Regions from separate parts of the Sus scrofa genome. Here region 2 is linked to region 1. The links are chromatin contacts, called in public Hi-C maps. All regions are on one chromosome and are shown on one strand. The core of a region is the stretch at or near the end of the contact, and the rest is flanking DNA. Distances in the headings are between cores, read along the strand shown.

The links. Hi-C and Micro-C count contacts between places; a contact is called where the count stands out from the background.
Region 2: a contact with region 1 is called in a Hi-C map of liver, with 5 times the contacts expected there. The contact joins the promoter of AMBP here to the promoter of ALAD in region 1. A contact is called at or near these places in 1 of 5 promoter capture datasets (liver) and 3 of 47 Hi-C or Micro-C datasets (all in liver).

What each region holds. Positions count from the first base shown.
Region 1 is chr1:254,025,273-254,029,538 of Sscrofa11.1, reverse strand. ALAD (delta-aminolevulinic acid dehydratase) reads left to right here and starts at 1,955. Exons shown (of 13, transcript XM_021067765.1): 1 at 1,955-2,089.
Region 2 is chr1:254,695,896-254,700,161 of Sscrofa11.1, reverse strand. AMBP (alpha-1-microglobulin/bikunin precursor) reads left to right here and starts at 1,756. Exons shown (of 13, transcript NM_001164006.1): 1 at 1,756-2,017; 2 at 3,210-3,352. The coding sequence starts at 1,901.

The DNA.
Region 1 (4,266 bases), core at 706-3,205:
TTTTTCCTGGGCTTGTACGTTATCATAAATGAAATCATACAGTCGTACAGTGTCTGACTCCTTCTGTTCAATGCTATATTTAAGATTTATTCATAGTGTTGCATTCACAATACTTTTTATGGATAAGAGTGACAGATTAAGGAAAAATATTTTATTATTATTATTATTATTGTTATTATTATATTGCCTTTTAGAGCTGCACTCACTGCATATGGAGGTTCCCAGGCTAGGGGTCTAATTGGAGCTACAGCTGCCAGCCTACACCACAGCTCATGGCATCACCAGATCCTTAACCCACTGAGTGAGGCCACAGATCAAACCCACAACCTCATGGATCCTAGTCAGATTCGTTTCCGCTGTGCCATGATGATGTCCTGAAGTAAAATATTTTAAAAGGTGATTCCTGAAGTAAAATATTTTAAAAGATGATGTCCTGAAGTAAAATATTTTAAAAGATCGGGAAGTGGGAACCGATCTTTCAGTCAAAAACAAGAGCGAGACATGGGAAAAATAGATTACACCAAAAAAAATTTTTTAATTTTCCACCCTGTTTGAGATCTTAGAGGTAATAGATGGTCCTAATTTTTTTTTTTCCACCGTGATCGTGGCATGCTTAAGTTCCCTGGCTAGGGATCGAACCCCTGAAGCACAGCAGTGGTAGTGTCAAATCCTTAACTGTTAGGCCACCAGGGAACTCTGGTCCTAATTATTTCTAGTTATCAATAAAGTCAGAGATGGAACAGGTGTCATGAAAGAAACAGGCAGCGGATCTAAACTTGAGGTGGGGGGGTAATAAATAGTAATTACCTCTATGAGTTGAAGGAGTATGGATAGCAGGAGTTGAAGAGAAAGCCCAGTGTGACATGGGGCAAATTAATCTCCTGGCAATTGTTTTCCCAGTCTATAAAATGAGGATTGTAACAGAATTATCAAATTAGGTAAGTGAATGTAAAATGTATGGGACTGTCCCTGACTCTTTAATGCACAGCCTTCTTTCCACCACCTTCCTTATTTGAACGCAGATCAGAACTTGTAGCAAGGAACTAAGCAGTGTCGTATTTCCCCAGCATTAAGCCTCTTGGACTTGTAATAGAAAGATGCATAAAACAGGTTTGGGATACAGATTTTGAGAAATAAGATCTGAGAATAAATATAGTACAACCCACTGGCATCCTTCACAGTTCAAAGTCAACTTTTCAATAATCCCTGTCTCACCTTTATAAAGGAATTCCTTTGCTAGGGTATATTGACCCCGACCCCTATTTCACTCATCTGATCCCACCAGTTCACCTAAGCCCCATAAGCGTCACCAGATCCTTCCCACCCTTGCACATACCCTGCAGCATTTTACCTCCACCCCCGCCCCGCCCCCGGACTTGCGGGCAAATCTTTCTTTGTACCCGTCACGGACAGACAGGTCTGATGCTCCTATCAGACTTGGAGCCTTTCCAAAGTACCCATGTCTTTCACATCACAGCTCTGAAACTATGGCACAAGAGTAGGTCCTGAGAAATTACGCTGGAATAAATTTTGTCTGAAAACTTGGAAGCCAGCCTGGTGCTTAACTAATTTAAAATGCTCAGTCCGCAAAAAAGGACTTAGCTATTGTGTTAGGTATTACGGTGTTGTTTAAAATCCTTGAGATCTAATTATTCTTTCAACAATCAGCGCCAAACGTGCTGGGCTGGGAAGAGAAAAGCTGTAAAGAGAACCGCAAAGCTGTAGCTGCCTCCCACGCCTGCTCACACGCAACGCCCCTCTCGCAGTGCTGCAGCACTGTCCAAGTGGGCGCCCTGGCGGTCTTCCCTGCACAGGCGCGGACCTCGCTGAGGGGAGGGGCGGGCCCTCCAGCCCTTCAGCGCACCCGATTGGCCAGGTCTGCCGCCGTGCGTGGGCGGGGCTGTAGCTGGAGCTGACCAGCCCTCAGGCAAAGCACCCGCAGGGGGCGTGGCCTGCAACCTGTCGGGGGCGGGCTGTGAGAGGGGGGCGCTGCTTCCGGGTGAGCTGCCCCGCCCCCGCGTGGGCCCAAGAGACCAGAGCTCGCGACTGTGGTGGCGGGAGTAGCGGCGTGGATTCCTTACGAAAGCCGGTGAGTGGGGGCCAGACTCCGGGAGTTGGCAGACTTGGACGCGGGGGCTCTGGCACCAAGAGTCTTGTATCCCCAGACCCAGATCGTGCTGTACTCCAAGGAGCGCCGGCGATGTCGCTGGAGACGGAGTCATTGTGGGACCCCTGTTTGGGTTCTTAGAGTTAGATGTCCCGCTGCAGCGGGGTTGGGGTCTCCGCGTGGCTGTAGTCCTTGGAGACTCGGGGCTGTAGTTCTTGGAGACTCCGAGTCTCCTCTCTGGGCTCCATTCCCTCGGAGATCGCTGGGGTAGTCTCCATCAGTGCAGAGCCCGCGGTGCCTAGCAGTATGGGGGAGGGAGGTGCAAGCAATAACAGCCACTCTGTGCTAGCCTTGTATGTACGGTGCATGCATTGGCCCATTCAGTCTTACAACAGCCCATCAAGCTCAGTTCAAGCCCTTATTGGCCAGATGAGGGGACTGAAGTCACACAGCTGAAAAGTGACAGAACCAGGATTTGAACCCACGTGTAGAGACTCCAAAATCCACAAGCCTAACCATCTTGCTGCTAGCTGCAACCAGGTCCAGAGTTGCCTTTCTACCTCTTCCCTCCCAACCTCTTTCACCAAGAGCTCTCCAGGAGTCCACCTCTGCTGATGAGCAGCTTTGAAATCTATACTTAGGAGTTCCTTTTGATTCCGTGTTTTAAGAATCCAGCTGGTATCCCTGAGGATGTGGGTTTGATCCCTGCCTTTGCCCAGTGAGTTAAGGATCCAGCCTTCCTGCAAGCTGCGATATAGGTCACAGATTCCCCTTGGATCTGGCTTGGATCTAGCATTGTTGTGGCTGTGGCATAGGCTGGCAGCTGCAACTCTGATTCCACCCCTAGCCTGGGAACTTCCATACGCTTCAGCTGCAGCCCTAAAAAGAAAGAAAGAAATCTATACTTAAAATATCAAAGGGGAGTTCCCGTCGTGGCGCAGTGGTTAACGAATCCGACTAGGAACCATGAGGTTGTGGGTTCGGTCCCTGCCCTTGCTTAGTGGGTTAACGATCCGGCGTTGCCATGAGCTGGGGTGTAGGTTGCAGACGCGGCTCGGCTCCCCCGTTGATGTGACTCTGGCGTAGGCCGGAGACTACAGCTCCGATTAGACCCCTAACCTGGGAACCTCCATATGCCACGGGAGCGGCCCAAGAAATGGCAAAAAGACCAAAAAAAAAAAAAAAATCAAGGGGTAATGGTGGACACTGATGACCTCACTGCCAGAGACCTGGATTCTAGCCCCAGATCTGCCATTGGCCCCTGCACAATCTTGGCCCAAATGCCTGCCCCTCTCTGAGCCCAGTTCCCCATCATGCCAATAGTGTTCATTTCAATGATGCAATCAGCAAGCTTTATGAACCCTCCTAACCAGCATGTTCTGGGATTTTTGGAATTGGCAAATTCTCCAAATTCTCCTAATGGCTAAGCCCAGACGAGACTGGGCTCTTCAAAGGCAAGGCAAGGCCTGGGTCTCATTCTTCTCTTTTATTTCTGTTTCTAGCACCGGTTAGGCCCAGAGTAGACATTCAGAAAATGCAGGCTGAATCAATAGGCAGCTGGTCAGTCCCGTTTCAGAACTGCCTGACACCTGCTGTCCTGGGCCTTTCTGGGACTTTGGATTTCTCAGTTCTGGCCACCTTCTCCCTCCTGGCCCTCCTGACTGCCTCCTCCCCTGCTAGTGGCAGAGCCTGCCATAGCTGGCAGTAGCTCCCAACCCTCTGTGCCAGGACCACAGCCTCTGGAATCCTCAGCAGAGCACAACAACAGGGAATCGGACCCTGCAGCTCTTCTCAGCCCCTCCTGGTGGTAGTTCTCAGGGCCCAGCTTCCGTTACTCCCCACTTGAGGAAGTTACCTTCTAAGGAAAGAGGTAACTTCCTAAACAATCTGAGAATTTACTCATCCCTCAGTGTCCCCTCTTCCATGAAGCCATCCATCCTTGTCTCTCAGAGACACAGTCCACCCCTCTACAGTAGCGTCTGGGTGGTGATTATTTTTCCTCCACCACATAAGCTGCTGGAAGGCAGAGATATGACCTCAGAGGTCTTAGAAGACCCCGTGGCCCATACAGATTTGAGTGAAAGTCCCTTCCCGGTATGGTACCGAAGGCACCGCTGTGACGGCACTCTAGGAGGTTACACCCTGCTCACTTCTACTCC
Region 2 (4,266 bases), core at 507-3,006, 670 kb before region 1:
GAGGTTACAAGTTCAACACCAAGTTATTAGGAGGGGCACGTTCTTCCTGAAGGTTCTAGGGAACACCCCTTCCCTGCTGTGCCTGGTTTCTCCTGGCAGCCCTTGGCATTCCCTGCCATGCACCTGCTTCATTCCAACCTCTGCCTCCGCCTTCATGTAGCCGTCTTCCTGTGGGTCTCTGTGTGTCTGTGTCTAAATCTCCCATCCCCTTCTCTTATGAGAACATCTGTCCTTGGATTTAGGGCCCACCCTAAGTATGATCTCACCTGGACTAATTACATATGCAAATAAAGTCCTATCTGAGGTCCTGGGTGCACCTGAATTTGGGGGAGATGCTATCCCACCTGCTATGAACACGTTCAGTTCTTTTTTTTTTTCTTTTTTCTTTTTCTTTTCTAGGGCTGCACCCACGGCATATGGAGGTTCCCAGGCTAGGGGTCTAATTGGAGCTTCAGCTGCTGGCCTATGCCACCACCACAGCAATGCAGGATCCAAGCCGCGTCTGCAACCTACACCACGGTTCATGGCAATGCCGGATCCTTAACCCACTGAGTGAGGCCAGGGATTGAACCCACAACCTCATGGTTCCTAGTCTGGTTCACTAACTGCTGAGCCAGGACGGGAACTCCTTTTTTTTTTTTTTTTTTTTTTTTAGCGTTCAGTTCTTACCGTGGCCAGCTACCATCTGGGCACTTTACAACATTAACTCCTTCCAGCCTCGAGACAAGGCTCTGAACCAGGAGTTACTGTTATCCCCATTGACAGATGAGGACACAGAAGCACTGAGGGGTAAAGTCACTCACCCAAGGCCACACAGTCAGTAAGCGGCACAGAAAGCAGTCTGCCTCCTCAGTCCATGCTGCTTCCTAGCTGGGAGACCCTGGGCAAGTCACTTCACCTTTTGGAGATTCAAACGCCCTGTCTTATAAAGGGGAAAAATAGCACCCACTTGATGGGGTTGTTGTGGGGATGAATTCAGTTCCATGACTGGTGTAAGGAGCTGGTACCTGGCTGGTACACAGCAGGTGCTCAGTGAACAGAGGTTGTTAATGTCTTCTTCATTATTTCTACTTTTTTTTTTTTAGGGCCACACCTGCTGCATATGGAATTTCCTAGGCTAAAGGTAGAATCAGATGTGCAGCTGCCAGCCTACACCACCACCATAGCAACACGGCATCCAAGCCGCATCTGTGACCTACACTGAGGCTCACGACAATGCCAGATCCTTAACCCATTGAGTGAGGACAGGGATCGAACCCACATCCTCGTGGATACTAGTCAGGTTCTTAACCTGCTGAACTATAATGGGAACTCCTATTTCTACTACTATTTGCTAGGGCTGTGGGAAGCCAGGGGTCAGAGAAGGAACTCTGGGGATAGGATGCCTGAGTTCTAGTCTTGGCTCTGCCATAGACCACCCTATAGTCTCTGGTAAGTCACTTCCTCTCCCCGGACCCCAGTTTTCTCATGTGAGAAATGGGCCAATCAGGCTTGTCCTCCTGACTCACAGGTGGAATCACCCAAGCAGGGAGGGCCAGGGGCTGCCTGTCTCTCCCATCCCTCCTGGGGCAGGTGAGGAGTTTCTGGAGAAGCTTTTGCAGAGGCTGAATCCAGCCTGGGACTGCCCCTGGACCCGGTTGCCCTTGGCCAGTGGCTCCGCTGGAACAGCCACCCTGGCCCCTCGAGACCGCTGACCCGGCCAGGGCACCACAAGGGATCGATCAGCTCTGGCCTTTGGGCCCTGATTGGTCCCTACTGAGCAGGGCAAACAGCAGAGTCATCTACAGCCACAGGCCCCTTCCCCAGCTCCAGTTCACAGCTACCTCAGGCAGGGAGGTGGTGGCTGTCCTGTCCCCGACTGAGCCCGTGAGTGACACTCGAAGCAGAGGAGCCTGGAGCCATGCGGAGTCTCGGGACCCTGCTCCTGCTGCTGACCGCCTGCCTGGCCGTGAGCGCCAGCCCTGTGCTGACATTGCCCAATGACATCCAGGTGCAGGAGAACTTCGACCTGTCTAGGGTAAGACTGGCTTCTCTGGCGGCCATGGCAGGGTGTCCGAGCAGCGGGGCCTTGCTGGGGGGAGAAGGACGGGTCCTACCTGCCCTGGGGTCTCAGGCTCACCATCCGGAGCCGGGGAGTGGGTCTGGAAGGGCCCTTCCTGCTGTTGAGAGATCAGGGATTCTTTGAAGCTACAGCTCTGCATCCATGGTTCCGTGGGTCTTTAGGCTGACATTCTGAGTCCAAGGGCCCCATGGGTGAACCTATCCTCTTGGGCTCCAAGGGGAATCTGTGCTTGGATTCGAACCCACCCCGGGCCGAGAAGGCTTGGTGCTGACTGCGCCCCTACAGCCCATGCAGAGCGCCTAGCTTTTTGTGACTCTTCCCCATTCCCACCCCCACCCCCCTGCACCCACCCTGCAGCCCTTCATCCTTTAACTGCTCACTCTGTTACTCCCTCCTGGGTCCCCTGCCCTCCCAGGCCTGGGGTGGCACAGGGCGGCATGTGGGGTCATGGGGAGAAGAGAAGCAGGACAGAGGTCAGGCTGGTGAGATCAAGAGGCTGCTGGGGGTTGGGGGTCCTAGGACTGTCCTCCAGCCTCAGCTTGGCCCAAATCACTGAGTGACCTTGAACAGGGCCTGGCCCTGCCCCTGCCACCACCTGTGTTCAGTCAGATCCTTGTAGCTGTGGCTCCTGTGGGAAGAGGAAGGGTGGGGTGGGGAGGAGCTTGAGGAGCAGGCCTGTGGTGGTCTGGGATGGCGAAGGGTCTGCAGGGACCTGAGGGCCCTGTCAGGAGAAAGAGGGGGCAGGCTTGCCCTGGGTCACACTCCGCCTAAGGAAAGGAGATACTTTCTAACACGAGGTATAGGCTGCTTGCAAGGTGGTGAGCACCCTGTCCCAGGAGGGGTACAAGACAGGATGCCCGCTCTTGGGGAGCAGGGGTTGATGATGACCTTAGGACGTGGGGATTTGGACCCAGATCCAGATGCAGTGACTCAGGGAATCCGGCCCTCTGGCAGCGGGCAGGGCGCACCCACATCTTCCCGTGCAGGCTGCCAATGCCTAGCGTTCCACCAGGAGGGCTCCGTGGCCTTCAATTAGCTATAAGACATGATCGCTTAGGAGGATGGGTCACTGAGGGAAGGGAAAGGGACAGACGTCTCCAGGTCTTCGCCAAGGTCCAGATGCTCAGAGCCTGTGGCTGCCTCTTAGATCTACGGGAAATGGTTCCACGTGGCCGTGGGCTCCACCTGCCCCTGGCTGAAGAGGTTCAAGGACAAGATGACGATGGGCACGCTGATGCTGGGAGAGGGGGCGACGGAGAGGGAGATCAGCGTGACCAAGACTCACCGGAGGTGAGCGGGGGGGGGGGGTGCAGTGGGAGGGGCGAGAGGGACCGGGGCCCCCCCCCAGCCCCACCCCCACCCTGTCCAGGAAGGTTTCAGATCCCTACTTCCGGCCAGGACCGGCCTCTGAGCTCCAGACCTCTCTGCTGCCCCCACCCGGGCGTCCCTTGTAACTGTCCCGCCTGCACCTCAAGGACAACGCCCCCAGCGCTATGCTTGTTCTTCCAACCTGCTCTTGCTCCTTGGGCGTCCCTTACCTCAGTAAGGGCACTTCCGCCCTGCAACCTGGGAACCTGGTGGGAGGGGGATTCGTGGACTGCTCTTTGCGCTGCCAAGACCATTCGATCCATCATCAAGCCCTGCCCGAGCTCTTTCTGAATCCCTCCAACCTTCTCCCCTCTTCACTGCCCCGACCCCGGACCAAGCCATTTCCCTTCTTTGCCTGGTTGTCTGCAATAGTCTCTCTGTGTTTCTCCCCGCTTATCTCCAGCTTTCCATCTAACCCATTCCTCACCCAACAACCAGAAAGACCTTTCACAAAACTCAAATCTGCTTAAACTCCTTAGCTCCCTATTGCCCTTGGGAAGAAAATTCAACTCCTTCACCATGGCCTTCCAGTGCCCCCTGCCCCCAAGCGCTCACCCCACCCCCACTCCCTGCCTCATTCTCTACCAGGCATTCTGTGACCCAACCAAGTGGACCCTCTTTCAGGTCCTGGAACCCTCCACCCTCCAGGCCTTGGCATCAGATGTTTCTTCTACCCGGAAAACGTTTTCCCGCTTCCCTGTACTAATTCCTATGGAGCCTTCAGGACTTACGTTCTTTGCTGCTTCCTCCAGGAGTCCTCCCTGACTCCTCCCCACCCCACCAGGTTCAGGTTGCGTGCTTTCCCTTGTGCTCTGCTCATGGCACTTATCACACTG